Regions from separate parts of the Sus scrofa genome. Here region 2 is linked to region 1. A link is a contact called in public HiChIP or PLAC-seq data. All regions are on one chromosome and are shown on one strand. Each heading gives the region's core, a stretch centred on a gene start, on an enhancer-like site or on the middle of the called end of the contact. The rest is flanking DNA. Distances are from core to core; before and after follow the strand shown.

Region 1 (7,845 bases), core at 1,008-3,507:
ATAGTAAATTAGTAAACCTAAGCTGTCATCAAACTTTTCACGCAACAAGAATAAAGTCTGTTCTCATTTTACGTCCCCAGAAAATTCACAGATATGGTTAAAAAATGCCGAAGGGACAAATGCCTTCCTAGCTTTTATTTCATCTTGGTCAACTAACACAATCCTTTGGACGCGGTAATAAATGGCGACGCGAGAAAATATTTCCACAAAGCGGGGAAAAAAAGGAAAAAAAAAAGCACTGCAAAATTCCACGCTTTTGGATCAGCTGAACTTTCACTTTCAAGCTCAGTAGGCAAACATATATTTGGGAGAAAAAATCAACCACTAAAAGAATGATCGTTGGGGCAAACTGAGTAAGGACACGGTACGAGGTCTTGAAAACTGCTCCCCAATGAAACCTGTTACATAGTGGCTTCAAAACGCTAGACGGGTGCCGAGGGGGCAGGGCCAAGAGTTGTCAAAGGTTAGGTCACTCACCCCGAGGAAGCCACACCCCTTCCTTCCCCACTCGAGGTGGTATCATAGGGTGACAACCAAAGCCGATCTCTCCTGGTTTCTGCCTCCCTGCCCTTCGCCCAGCTCCCACTCCCGCGAATTCCCACAGCAGAGGTTGTGGCCAAGGCCAACACCAGGACTGCCTCGCCCGAGCTTTCAACGTTAACACTTGGCTCCGACAACAGCTCGCGCTCCAAGGAACCTGCCCTCTAGTGACCCAGGATCTGGAGGGAGCTGGGATGGCGGGCTGGGGGCAAAGACAGAACTCACCTATAGCAACCCAAGGGGAAACACTGTTTCTTCACTCTCACTCCGCCATATTGGAAGGACGTCACTGGGCTACGCTCCGCCTCTCCCTTCCTACTCCAAGGCGACGTCACATCCGGCTCTGGGAGATCCGTGGCAACAGCGTAGGCTCTTAGGACCGTGGAGATCTAACACCCGCCTGGAAGAGGCTGGCGCACAGAGAACCCCCTCCCTAGCGGGCCAGGAGACCCGGAAACTGGAGAGTCATAGATACGAGATCTAAGGGGACGCTCACAGCGCCCCGCCTCTCTTCCTCATTCTGAGCATTCTGGTTGGCTGACCGTCAGCATCTCGCGCACGACTCGTGTTGCCGGCCAAGGCTGCTTTCCGCTGCACAGCGCGCCTCTTTCCGGGAGCCAAATTGTGCATTGCATGCTGGGGCTTGTAGTTAGTTGCTCGACTTCTCCCATCAGCCTCACCTTTCTTGAGGCCCCACCGGTGGGAACAGCTGCTTTATATACTTGGGCTCTCGACCATGGGAATTTTTGAGCTGAGACTGATCACTCCTTTTTAGTTTACCTACCCAAAAGCTCTTGTTTGCATCAGCCAACCGGAATCCAGTTTGCAGGATACCCTTACCTGGTGTTGGAAGCCTGGGATGCACGAAAGCGGTGCAAAGCAGTAGGGCATACTGGGCATGCGCGTGGGGAAAGGTGGGCTTTATACCGGAAAATGTTCTGCGTCTGGACTAGAAAAACTTTAATACAATGATTTACGTTGTATTCAGATTTTGTACAGTGAGGGAAAGGGGTGCCGCTTATCTGCATAAAATGAAAAGACAGAAACAGTAAGATAAGTCATGCTGATATGTTAGGGTGAATTATACCACGCTTGGACATTATAAATCTAAGAAAACCAAAACTTCAACATTTTTTTCTTGTTAAAAGTTATATGAGGATCGTAGGAAGTTTACTCGCGACTTTATTTTTCAGGACAGTGTCAACTTGAGTTTCTTTTCTTCTCTCCTGAGATTTTTTTAAAAAAACAGATTCCGTTTGGTCTCTAAGTTTTCCTCAGTATGAATCATATTTTTGAATAAAACCACAACCGTTAGGAAAAAAAGAGGCTGGTTCTTTCTTGATTTTATGTTTATAAGTATAATTTTCTTTCTGATTGCACTTTTAGTTTTGTCAGAATCCTTTTTGGTAATTAATTCACTCAGATATTTATGAGCCTCTGCTATGTGTTGAACAGATATTGAGTATTTAGAAGTATAAAACATGGTCTCGGGTTTAGATAAATCTGTAATCTCAAGTGGAAAACCAAATGACTTGTAATACAGAGTCCTCAAGGGCTCCAGGGCTCCAGTTTTTGTGCTGTGTTTGATTACCTTGTTGTGGAAACTGGACCTCTCTGTCCACCAGTGCTGAATAGAAACAGGGAGACAAGAGTTTTGGGTGAAGGAGAAAAGTAACAGCTTTATTGCTTTGCCAGGCAAAGGAGGGCTATAGCAGACTAATGCCCTAAAGACTGTGCCCCCCTTTGGGAGAGAATAGGAAGTGGTTTTATAATTTGGAAGTAGAAAAATAGGGCCACAGATAAGGATCAGGGAAAATGCTGGCTTGCATTGTTTTTCAAAGTTGGTGTTTTTGTGACCCCAGGACTGGTTCTAGTGGTCCTTCTTTCCAGAATGAACAATCCTTCATCAGGTAGTTAACATCTTCCATTTGCTAGGGTCTTTTAGTTCTTTATCACATACACTGATAGTTAAGTCCACAAAACAAAGGATGGCACAAATCAACCGGGAATGCAGCCACCTCGGAGGCTGAACCTCGGAGCCCTGTGGGAACTCAGGAAGGAAACAAAGAATACCTGCCATCTAGCAACCACTCCCGAGAGCGAGCCCCCCCACCCTGCCCTCCTTGAAACTCAGGCTGTGAAAACACAGAACACTGGTGGAGATGCACATCAAAGGATGATTTCAGTGAGCCTAGACATTTGCATTCTTTCATAGAAAAGCGCTAAATTTCCCAACTTTAGATATCTGGTTTTCTGTAATCTTTCCTTCCTACTACCTGCCCTTTGGCACTCAAGGGAGGTCAAGGAGGCTGAATGAGGCCTATTTCCTAAAAAGAAATGGGGACAGAGAAAGGCTTTTGTGCCCAGGAGCCCCAAAGGGCCCTGCCCGGTAATGTTACCAGGCTGTACATTACATTATTTTTTCAGTATTAGGTTGTGAGATGTATTTAAATAAAACAAGCAATTTGAAATTTCCAAGATACTGCAAGTTTCTATCAAGATTATGTTTTACTGCAAGTTTCTATCAAGATTATGTTTTTGAAGAACATAATTTCATAAAACAAAGAGGGAGGAAAAGAAACAAAGGCACTGTTTCCGCCCGGTTTCGAACCGGGGACCTTTCGCGTGTTAGGCGAACGTGATAACCACTACACTACGGAAACCTTCCTAGTAACAAGCTCTCTGAAGTTTGTTGATATCGCTATTGTAACATGCAGCTTGAGCACTTCAAAGTAGATAAAGGAATTTTAAACAGATCAACAAAACAAACGAACAAAAAAAGGAAAATAAGCATAGATCCAATTAAATAGTACCACTATTTCAAAAGTTAGAATTTGCATATGCTTTTTTCAAAGGTAGTTAGAAACCCGGCACGCGTTATGTGCCTTTCTTTTGGGTTTAATTCCCTCCACGGAAAAGAAGTGTTGTATTAGTTTCTTTTCTCCTCGTTTAGCTGCTGAGAGTCCCGGATGAGTTTTAGGGCTTTGGCCGGCTAAGAAGGACCCGCAGCACGCGAACTCGCGCACCAACCTCCTTAGCAGTCATTTAGCTAGCGAGAAAGTAACCGGTTCAGCCTCTGGTGAAGGGATGTGTCATTAGCTTTTGAATCTTCTCTCCTGCTTAGGTACTTGCTTTAAAATCTTCTACATGGTGTGTAAAATTGAGGGGGTTAAAAAAAAATAATAATCAGACACCAAGATGCACTTTGGCGCACAATGAACATAAATTTTTCTAAGTCCGAACTTCATATGACGTACTGAATATCGTTTTCCCCGTGAAGAAGCAGACACATTCTTCTGCCTAAAAATCAAGAACTTTTAGGGAACCAGAAATGAGCTTCCATATTACACTGCAGGGGGTGGGGGGATAACGTAATGGGAGTGCTAAAAAAAATTTTTTTTTAATGTTTCTACTATTTTGGTTTTGAGTACATTTTACTTAGAAACCACGAGAAACACAAACTATTGCCCAGTATATATAAAAACCATAATCAAAGTATTTTAAATCCACTTTAAATAATAGCACTTTTTTCCTTTTTATTTTTAGAAGTTGACGAGGGTTTCAGAAGCATAGGCTGTGCTTCCCCTCTTAAAACTTTCACCTGTCAAGGCTCTCCACCTTTATTCCAGTTTCTAGGGCTCATTTCGGGGCTTCCCATAGGTCCCTGGACCTATTAATCAGAATTTAATGGCTCTGAGAAATAAAACCTTTTATGTTTCATTGAAGTACTAGAGAAAGCCTCTCGTGAAGGATTAGATTTTTATCTTTGGGGAGGACAATCGGGTTTTCCCGATATTGGTATTCCAGGATTCCAACGGGAAAGGAGTAGTCCATCCCGGGTGAGACGCAACCGTGGGTGGCACTTCAGACCACACCTTGAGTCCACACAGCCCACGGGCTTGGGCTGTCGCCGCACCAGCCCCGCTCAGGCCCCGTGGGGCCGTGCGGGGGCCTCTATGACGCGGCGTTCCAGGCCCTCGGCCCCCGCTCATCACTTTGCGCGCTTCCCGCTCAGCCTGCAGCCAAAACAGCCGGAGCGGCCGGGCGACAGGAGGCTGCGGCGGCGGCATGAGCTACTACCAGCTACCGGTGGTGATCGACAACGGCTCAGGAGTGATCAAGGCTGGCCTGGCTGGGTCCCGGGATCCTCTCTTTATCTACCCGAATATCATCGGCCGCGCCAAGGGCCAGACCTGGGCTGTTGAGGGCGCGCAGGAAGTGTGCGTGGGAGACCAAGCTCAGGAGCGGAGACACTCCCTTTCCATCAGGTACCGCCTTCTCCCTGTAGGCAGGACCCGAGGAGCGGAAGGAGGGAGTGCCCGTAGGAGGGGCTCAAGAGTGAGGGAAAAGGTAAAGAGAGGAGGAACAGGAAAGTATCTACAACCCGCGTTATTGCAAACGCTTGAGCCGCAAATCTGAGCGGACCACATATCTAGAGTGACCATTACTTCTTTTCGGTATCTAGTCAAATGTAGTCAAACGTAGAAACACAGTTATCGTTCATAAAATACGAGTTCATTCATAAAATACGAGTTTTAGGAATGTTAATGAATAGTATCTGTGTCACGGTTTTTTTTTTTTTTTTCAGTTGACTGTTATTAAAACATTATTATGTGAAGATTTCCCTATTTTTTTTTTTTTTTTTTTTTTTTTCCAAGTCGAGAGGGGTACTCCTTGGAGTTCCCATCGTGGCACAGTGGTTAACGAATCCGACTAAGAACCATGAGGTTGCGGGTTTGATCCCTGGCCTTGCTCAGTGGGTTAAGGATCTGGCGTTGCCTTGAGCTGTGGTGTAGGTTGCAGACGCGGCTCGGATCCTGCCTTGCTGTGGCCCTGGTGTAGGCCTGTGGCTACAGCCAGTGGCTACAGCTCCGATTCGACCCCTAGCCTGGGAATCTCCATGTGCGGCAGAAGCGGCCCTAGAAAAGTCAAAAAGACAAAAAAAAGGGGGGGGGTGTATTCCAATAGGGCGGGGGAGGGTGTGGGCAGTGGAAAGCAAAGATTGCAGTGGAAGGTAGCTGTGCTAACTTTTGCTGGTAATTACCATCTCTCAGAGGCTGTGGCAGTCTTGCTCATAAAGGGATACTGGTAATAAATACATGGATTAATCTAGGATTGAAGAGAATAGACACTGGAAGAATTAAAAGCTGCCATTTATCTCTTTGCTCTTCCTACAGCTACCCAGTGGAGCGTGGTCTAATTACTTCCTGGGAAGACATGGAGATCATGTGGAATCATATCTATGACCATAACCTGAAGCTGAAGCCCTGTGATGGCCCAGTCTTGATTACCGAATCAGCACTGAACCCATTGGCCAACCGGCAACGGGTCACTGAAGTGTTTTTTGAGCACTTGGAGGTTCCTGCTTTCTATATGTCCATCCAGGGGGTGCTAGCTCTCTTTGCTGCTGGCTTCACAACTGGCTTTGTGCTGAATTCAGGTGCTGGAGTTACCCAGTGTGTACCCGTCTTTGAGGGTTACTGTCTGCCTCATGGTGTCCAGCAGCTAGATCTGGCAGGCCTTGACCTCACCAACTACCTGATGATGCTGTTGAAGGAACACGGCATCATGCTGCTTAGTGCTTCAGACAGAAAGATTGTCGCAGACATTAAAGAAACCTCTTGTTATGTGGCAATGAACTTTGAAGAGGAAAAGGCCAAGAGAGCTGACTCTGTAGAGAAGGGTTACCAACTACCTGATGGGAAGATAATCAAGCTCCATGACCAGCTCTTTCATTGTCCAGAGGCCCTCTTTTCTCCGAGTCTCATGCACCTTGAGTCCCCTGGCATTGATAAGATGTGCTTCAGCAGCATAATGAAATGCGATACAGATCTGAGGAATTCCTTTTTCTCCAATATTATCCTTGCTGGGGGATCAACCTCTTTCCCTGGTTTAGATAAACGGCTAGTTAAGGATATAGCAAAGGTGGTACCTGCCAACACTCCTGTGCAGGTTGTAGCTCCCCCAGAAAGGAAAATATCAGTGTGGATGGGAGGCTCTATTCTTGCATCCCTGTCTGCCTTCCAGGATATGTGGATCACTGCTGCAGAATTTAAAGAAGTTGGACCCAACATAGTACACCAAAGATGCTTCTGAATACAGATAACATGGTTAGAAGGAAACGTTTTGAGTATATGTGACAGAAAACTTTGGATATTATATGATTCTGGGAGAACAGAAAATATTTCAATTATTGAAATGTCCATGTCTCTATTGCATTTCCATAATGGTAAAGTTGTCAAATAACATGTTTATGGCATAGAGGAGATATTCTTGACCTTGGAGCTTACATTTCCTTTATTTATTTAATTTGCTTTTTTTTTCAGGGCTGCACACGTGGCATATGGAGATTCCCAGGCTAGGGGTCGAATCGGAGCTGTAGCCACTGGCTGTAGCCACAGGCCTACACCAGAGCCACAGCAAGGCGGGATCCGAGCCGCGTCTGCAACCTACACCACAGCTCACAGCAACACCAGATCCTTAACCCACTGAACGAGGCCAGGGATCCAATGAACCGCAACCTCATGGTTCCCAGTCGGATTTTTTTCCACTGCGCCACGACGGGAACTCCTACATTTCCTTGAGAGAGAGAGAGGGAGAGAGCAATTTGTGATACAACATAATTTGTGCCAAATGAGTGATATAAGATTAACTTTGTTGAAGTTTATGGAAGGGAGGTTGCTATGAGAGAAGTGGAGGTATGCCATCATGGATGGTGTGGCATTAGGATGAATGTGGGGAGTAAAAAAAGAGGGCAAATATTCAGAAAATCACAATGGAAATGAGCAAGAGGCTAGAGATGAACAAAGCATATTCAAGGCATGTTTAATACACTGGTTTTGTTAAAATGAAGAGCTCATATGGCGTGGACTAGGAGCAATGACTAGGAAGATAAATTAAAGCCAGGGACTGGAAGACTTTGTGTTAAATGGCCTATAGGCAAAGGGGAACCATTAGAGATTCAAAAACAGGAAACATAAGGGAATTAAAATGAATATAGTGGTAGTTTGTAGGATAAATTGGATTAGGAAAGGCTCTGGAGATTCAAGGATCAGTTAAATTATTTGTTTAGATGAGGTAGTCAGGTCTTAAACTCAAAATTATAAGCAATAGGAATTAAAAAGAAGTTATGAAAAACTGACAAGTTCTGGTGCCTATTCCTTATGAAGAGGAAAAGAAGGGTCTGAAATGACCTGAGTGGTTGACAGAATAATGGCAGTACTGACATAACTCAAAATATTTAGTATTTGCTCCATGCAAAGTACTGGGCTAAATGCAGTGAGTGCTTAATCAGAAGTCACACTG
Region 2 (6,876 bases), core at 159-2,658, 450 kb before region 1:
TGTTGTAGGCCGGCGGCCACAGCTCTGATTAGACCCCTAGCCATATGCCACGGGAGCAGCCCTAGAAAAGGCAAAAAGACAAAATTAAAAAAAAAAAGCATCTATAGAGACTTTTCAAGGAGACTTTCTCAGTGCGTTCTCTTAGGAGTAGTAGGAAGGGCTTTGCTTTCAGATAGGAAAATAAGGTAAAGGAACAATGTCATCAAATGGTGAAAAGTGGTAAAGGGACAATATAGCTCATAAAGGAAGTGGTCTTTTCCCTTCCCTAAGTATATTGTGGATTTCCAAGATTAAGTATACTTTTTAGTAGATTGTACTACATTTTAAAATGAATTTGTATCATGAATTCATTATTCAGTTCTTGAAATTCAACTCCACCATCTTAATAAATGCAAAAAGAAGACATTGCTAATGGAATCCCCATTGTGGCTCAATGGGCTAAGGACCTGATGTTGTCTTTGCAAGGATGCAGATTCCATCCCTGGCCTCACCCACTGGGTTAAGGATCCAGCCTTGCCACAAGATGGCAGATGCAGGTTGGATCCAGTGTAGCCATGGCTGAGGCATAGGCCTCAGCTGAAGTTCTGATTTGACCCCTAGCCTGGGAACTTCCAGGCGCAGCTGTAAAAAGGGAAAACAAAACAAAACACACAAACAAAAAACCAAAACATTCCTTGTGATTGGTATGCTTTTTTTGGTGAAGGACAGTAAAGATTTATCATTCCTTAAACTTAAGTTTTCCAAAGCACTTAATGGGTATGTTTCAGAACATTTGGATTGTGAGGATAGCTCTATAAAACCCACTTAACTCTACAGATTAAGACTTGTTGGAAGACACGGACTTGTTTCACTTATCTTTACATGTTTGTCTCATCCTGCCTCAGAGTAATTGCCATCTATGCAGAGTGTAATAAACTACATTAGCACACTGGTGGACATTTCTGCTTGTTGCCTGCAGTATGGAAGCTTGTAATGCCCACTAAGCGCCCACTAAATTCATGTCAAAGATATGAATGATATTCACATGGTAGTCAGGATGATTCCTTAACTGGCCACCTCACGGGGGTCAGGAACACTGAGTTCAAGGCTTCGCATCCAATCATCGGCTTATTATTCTCTTCCACCTCACCTCTTTGCAGTTTGCCTATGCTTTGGTATATTTTAGATGTCCTTAAAATTTTTAATTTAACCGTCTAATCAGAACTTTTCATAACCTGGTTACAGATTCCTCTTCAAAAGGAGAAAGACCCTGGGCAAGAGAAAGCGAGTGTTTGTAGGTGAAACACCGGTATCTAAATTGGGGAAACCTGGTCAATTCCCAGAGCTGGCAAGGGTTGACTTGGGAGGGGGTAATTGGAAGACGAGGACTCCACGTGACTTCGGGGGCCAGAGGCTGAGCTGACCCCGCCCTTTCGCCCTCCGCTGCCGCCGCCGCCGCGGCCGCCAGGGGGGCGCATGCGCAGCTTGTGTTAGTGATGGAGGAGAGAAGATGGCGGAAGCGGAGTGAGTGACTTGCTGGTGACTGATGTCGTAACCGGGGGGCGAGTGGGGGCAGCGACACATCCCCCAAGGGGAAAGCTCAGGGCCTTTTCGCGGGCACTGCGGAGAAAGGGGGACGTGAGAGCTTCTTTATCGTGGAAGAGCGCGCTTCGCTCTTGTAGGGGGACGGAGGCGAACTGTAAGGGTCCAGCTGCCTCAGGCGGGAGCACCCCTTCCGCCGTCTGGTCCGGGATCTGCGGGGCCTTGAGCAGTGGGTTATCCCTCGGACCCCAACCGTTAGGGTCTTTCGGAAGATGAGCCCGGGTGGGCTCCTCAAGCGCTGTCATCTCTGCAAGTGGGCCCCGCGGGCAGCCTTGTTACGGCTGCCCGCGCCGGGGGCCCGCGGAGGCTGGGTAGGGCTGGGCGGGCACTGCCAGGCCTCCTTCGCGCTCTCCTCCTTCCCGCCCCGGCGCCACTCCGCTCCTCCTCAGTGGGAGAACCAGCGACTTGGGTCTGTTCGCCACCCTTCTCCCGGGAGGCTTGGAGGAGGTGTCCCAGCGCCGGCTTTAAGGAGGCGCGGGCTGTTGCTGTTCTGGCGAGCCTGAAAATACTCTGGAAGGAAAGCTCTTCTTTCCCTCGGGTCTCTGGCTGCAGTGTTGATGCCGCCCTAGAGGGCTACATTCTTGTGTGGTGTGATGGTATGCTTAGTTAGCGACTCAAACTTAGTGTTTCCTGGGTAGGCCGCTTGTGCAGCAGAACTGCCGTTTGTGTTCTGCAGGCAATGCTATGCATAGACGATGGAGTTACCAAAATTGCTCTTTTGTGCCTGGTCTCCAAATGAAGTGCAGTGGTTTGGCCGGTTATACCCACCGATATTTAGACTTGTGCCTAGAATTTGGATTCTCTGTGACCATTTTTGGTTAGTTACAGAACTGCTTACCCTCAGGTTTGGGGTTGAGGACGTGGCTGAGCAGAATAGTACTGTAAAGAGAATTTAAGCTGGCTTTTTGCATATCGTTGCTTCGTGGTTCAGAAGTGTTACTACAGGTAATAATTTGGTAAAAAGTTTATCTCCCACCCTATCTGTATGATGTTGAATAGTTAACCATGCGATGCTGTGATTTGATGATTGGAAGGCAATTTGAAAAACTACCAAAACCCCTTAAAAGTCAGAGAAGCGTAAAGATATATGTCATCTATTAATCAAAAAAAATTAGTAAGTGAAGAGTTGCCCCCCCCTCACTTTTCCTCTTATTAAATCAGGATTTTGTAACATTCGATTCCTGGAAGAGCACATAAGTACTATTTATATACATGATATAAGAACAAAGAAAATTTGTATATAAAAGAACACCATATGGGAATAATGCATGCGTACACAATTAGCGCCAAATTCCTTTGTCTTTTCACAAAGTGGAAAGTGTTCTTCATATAGTTTAGTCAATGCTGCTCATGTGAGGTGGGTCAGATTTTGTTTCTCAGAAGAAAAACACAAGGCAGATAAAACTGTATTCTCAAGTGTGCTTTTCCTCATTGTGGTGCATTTCTGACACTACAAAAAGTACTGTAATTCTAGTTTCTGACAGTATTAAGGCCTTCAGAGTTGATTTGAAATATAATTTTTGAATTTATTCAAATACAGATTTTGTATTTAGTGGAATTTTGTACCACAACAGTGAAATGTGTTCGTAATGTTGGAGGGAAAAGAATCAGTATGGTACAAAACTGCACTTTACTGTCTATACATGAGGAGAGTGACATAATTATGCTGCTTTCAAAATTTGAAGCAATTTTTTTGTGAAAAAGAGTTTTTTAAGAAGGTGGGGAAATTGTTTTCAGCTGCTTCTCATATTTATCCAGTCAGAGTAGATTATAATTCAGAGTTGTTAGATTTAGTAAGGACAGTTTTGTAGATGAATAAGGGGGAAAGCTGTGTGAGTTATTGAAAAATTATTATTTTTCAGATTTATAATGATTTTTTTTTCCTTTATAGCTGGTTTACAGTGTCAATTTTCTACTAAAAAATTATTTTTTAAACTTATTTTCTAAGAGAACTTATTTTCCTTTTTGGCCATGCCATCAACATGTGGAAGTTCCCAGGCTGGGGAATTGAACCCATGCTGCAGCTGCACCCTGTGGCACAACTGAGGCAACACTGGATCCTTAATCCCTCTGTTCCACAAGGGAACTTGCTAAGAGAACTTATTTTTAAAGTATATATGGTAACTAAAACCTAAGCTGATTAAGATAAACTAGCACAAGTGCATAGGCATCCTACTTTAATGTATAGATAATAACTTTAATTTGTAATTAGTATGGTCAAAAGAATACAAAGATATTTTGATAGTCTGATATTGCTTAAGGTTTAATTTTTCTAGGTAGTTTAAGTATCCTCTCATCACCTGCTTTGGTTTTAAAACATTTGTCTTCCTTCAACAATAAAAAGCTAAACTTTAGGTCAGGCTTTTTGTCTCAGTTACATATCCTGAATCATATGAATTAAAATTTAATAGATATGGACTGATAAATATATATATTTGTGAAGTGTTTTTGCCTTCTAAGTGTTTATGGTGACTGTGTGCTCTCTTTTTTTTATGAAGGCCTTATTAGAAATTTAGACTGTTGCTTAATATTTCTTAGAATAATTATTCTTTAAACACAATAAGATAACACTTTTGCCAATACAAACCCTTTGTGTTATCTGCTAGATTTAAGGACCACAGCACAGCTATGGATAGTGAACCAAACTCTGGAACATCTTCGGTGTCAACAACAACCAGTAGCACCACCACCACCACCATCACCACTTCCTCTTCTCGAATGCAGCAACCGCAGATTTCTGTCTATAGTGGCTCAGACCGACATGCTGTGCAGGTATTTCTGTTACCATGATGGGTATGCTAAAACTTAGGATGTCATACTTTTTACTTAAGCCACATGAACCTGAGTTACATGATACCCTCTAAATGAGTACAGTTAAAATTATTAATGTTTAAAATAACCAACAAGGTTATTTGATAATCACACTATTGAGTGAGCTTACATTTGTTAGCATGTAGCTTATAAAACACTATGTCAGGAAAATTATAAATTGGAAGGTCTGTAGATGCTGCTCTTACATGAAGACACTCAGCTGAGACCTCCAGCATGTAGAATGGCTCTAGGTTTTTCTGGGTTATTTTATATTTGAACCCAGAATATGGACTTAGGGAGATCTGTTCAGCTCTGTAGAGATGGTAAGAGGTTCATTTTAAACCCAAGTGGCTTAAGAACTAAGCAGGAAGATTCATTCAATAACTTTAAAGGGAGGGGCAGAGGAGGAAGGTACTATTTAATTAAGAAAAGTCTTAGGCTCTTCACTTAGGTGAGAAAATAGAGTTTACTCAGTTAACCTTTATAATAACGGAGGTTGAGGCATATGGTATTGAGTAAAAAAGGGCGTGGGCATTGTAATCTGATGTGCTCTTTGTTTGAATTCCATTTTCTTGATCAATAGTAGCTGTGTAGCCTTGGGTGAGAGGCATAATCTCCTTGAACCTCAGGAAAGTATAAAACGAGGATGAGACAATGTACCTAATTAGTCATGAGAATGAAAGGAAGCATCTAGAATTATGTGGGACATATTATATATACTTAGCAATTGCTAATATTTATTGAACAATTGCTATGTGCCAAGCATTTGATAAATGTTTTGTAAGTATTATCTGCATTTAACAGATGGGAACACTGATGTTTTAAATTGGCTAAATAACTTTCCTAAGCTCTCATAACTAGTTGGTACTCTGGCTTTAGAGTTGTGCCCTTAACCACTCTGAGTTCTTATTTTTTCCATTATGCTTGTTTTCTCTCTCAGATCTGCGTAATTGCCTTCCACCCTGAAAAAAACTTAGCTGTTTATGATGTAGTCCTCTCCATGATCCATTTTTCTAGAGTGGAGATCCCAGCATATTGGCTATTTAGCTGTTTCGTGGTTAGGATTCTGAAGTTACTGAAGTTAGAATCAGAATTGTTGGAGACCCAGTCAGTTCAGCAAAAATTTAAACTGGAATGAAGAGTGTGTTTTTAGTGTTCTTCACCTTTCTCTGAGGCAAAGGATATAGGGAGGAGTATGTAGATTCTTGAGCATACAGATGATGTGATATTTTAAATGCCATTTTGTTCTCTAGTTTTTACTTAAGCTGGACATGTTAAAAAAAAAAGTGTTACTGGAGAGTGTAGATATAGATATAGCTCACAAATAACACTAACTCTGATTCTTATGAGATCATAGAATTGCTTCCCTTAAAATGTAATCAAATCAATATTTATGGAGCTGCTTAAGTAGTTCTTTAATACCTTTCAGCTTTCTTTTTCAGTCCTGTGAATCCACTCACCTTGATCCCTTAGAGGAACAAAATAAGAACAACGTGCTGTATCTTTAACTTGTATTTAAAGAGTCTCTCTCCCACTGAATGAAATATGCTGACAATAGGAAAAATTATTATGACAGAAATATGTGCCAAATAGGTTATTTTTTAAGTTTGATTTTAGAATTTTATCATGGAATTAGAAGAACATATATAGATTCACCTGACCACACAGACATATTGTTATGATTCTAAATCACTCAATTCTGGTCTCTAGTCTTCTGCAACTAGAAGTCAAAAGCCTACATTGATTTTACGACAGGGGTCCTTAGCAGGTATAGCAGTCTGTTATTGGGGAAATGAGATATGAATACATGAAGGTAGATAACACAAAGAAATAAGCTTTCTTCGAATCTGGATAAAGCTTTCTGGTAAAGGTGTCCTGACTCAGATTCTCAAGCTGTAGGATTATGGCTGTATTACTCCCTTAGCTCTTTGAAAACTCTGGTTTGATGCTGAGATTTAGGGTGCTGTTTCAGAGTCACCTTGAGCATGATGTGACTTTGGGATGTGATCCAGAGGCCTGGTGTAGTCTGACTTACCATTGGACAGATAAAGGACTTTCCTCTTTTATTAGAATACTTGACTTTTCTACATTTATCAAGTTATGATGTTCAGGCTCATATTGTACATTTTGCTAATAAATAGTTACAGGAGTTTCGTCGTGGTGCAGTGGAAATGAATCTGACTCGGAACCATGAGGTTGTGGGTTGGATCCCTCGCCTTGCTCAGGGTTAAGGATCCAGCGTTGCTGTAAGCTGTGGTATAGGTTGCAGACGTGGCTTGGATCTGGTGTTGCTGTGGCTGTGGTGTAGGCCGGCAGCTGTAGCTCTGATTTAACCCCTAGCCTGGGAACCTCCATATGCTGCAGGTGCGGCCCTAAAAGGCAAAAAAACAAAAACAAAAACACAGTAATTAACACTTTTTCAGGATTTATTTTTTAAATAAGAATAGTTCTGTGTTGAAACAATTGAAATAAGGAATCTGACAT

The links. HiChIP or PLAC-seq counts read pairs in DNA pulled down with a chosen protein or histone mark.
Region 2: a contact with region 1 is called in an H3K27ac HiChIP or PLAC-seq map of alveolar macrophages. The contact joins the promoter of PHC3 here to the promoter of ACTRT3 in region 1. A contact is called at or near these places in 2 of 5 promoter capture datasets (fetal liver and liver) and 2 of 2 datasets of contacts at active chromatin or transcription factors (alveolar macrophages and skeletal muscle).

Annotation. Positions count from the first base shown.
Region 1 is chr13:108,428,778-108,436,622 of Sscrofa11.1, reverse strand. ACTRT3 (actin-related protein T3) reads left to right here and starts at 2,257. Exons shown (of 2, transcript XM_003358668.4): 1 at 2,257-4,808; 2 at 5,718-6,878. The coding sequence starts at 4,609. The coding sequence ends at 6,636. It overlaps MYNN (myoneurin), which reads right to left and starts at 1,429. Exons shown (of 7, transcript XM_005669990.3): 1 at 766-1,429. TRNAV-AAC (a tRNA gene) reads right to left here and starts at 3,203; the gene lies at 3,131-3,203.
Region 2 is chr13:108,878,152-108,885,027 of Sscrofa11.1, reverse strand. PHC3 (polyhomeotic-like protein 3) reads left to right here and starts at 1,408. Exons shown (of 16, transcript XM_021069777.1): 1 at 1,408-1,503; 2 at 4,188-4,353. The coding sequence starts at 1,490.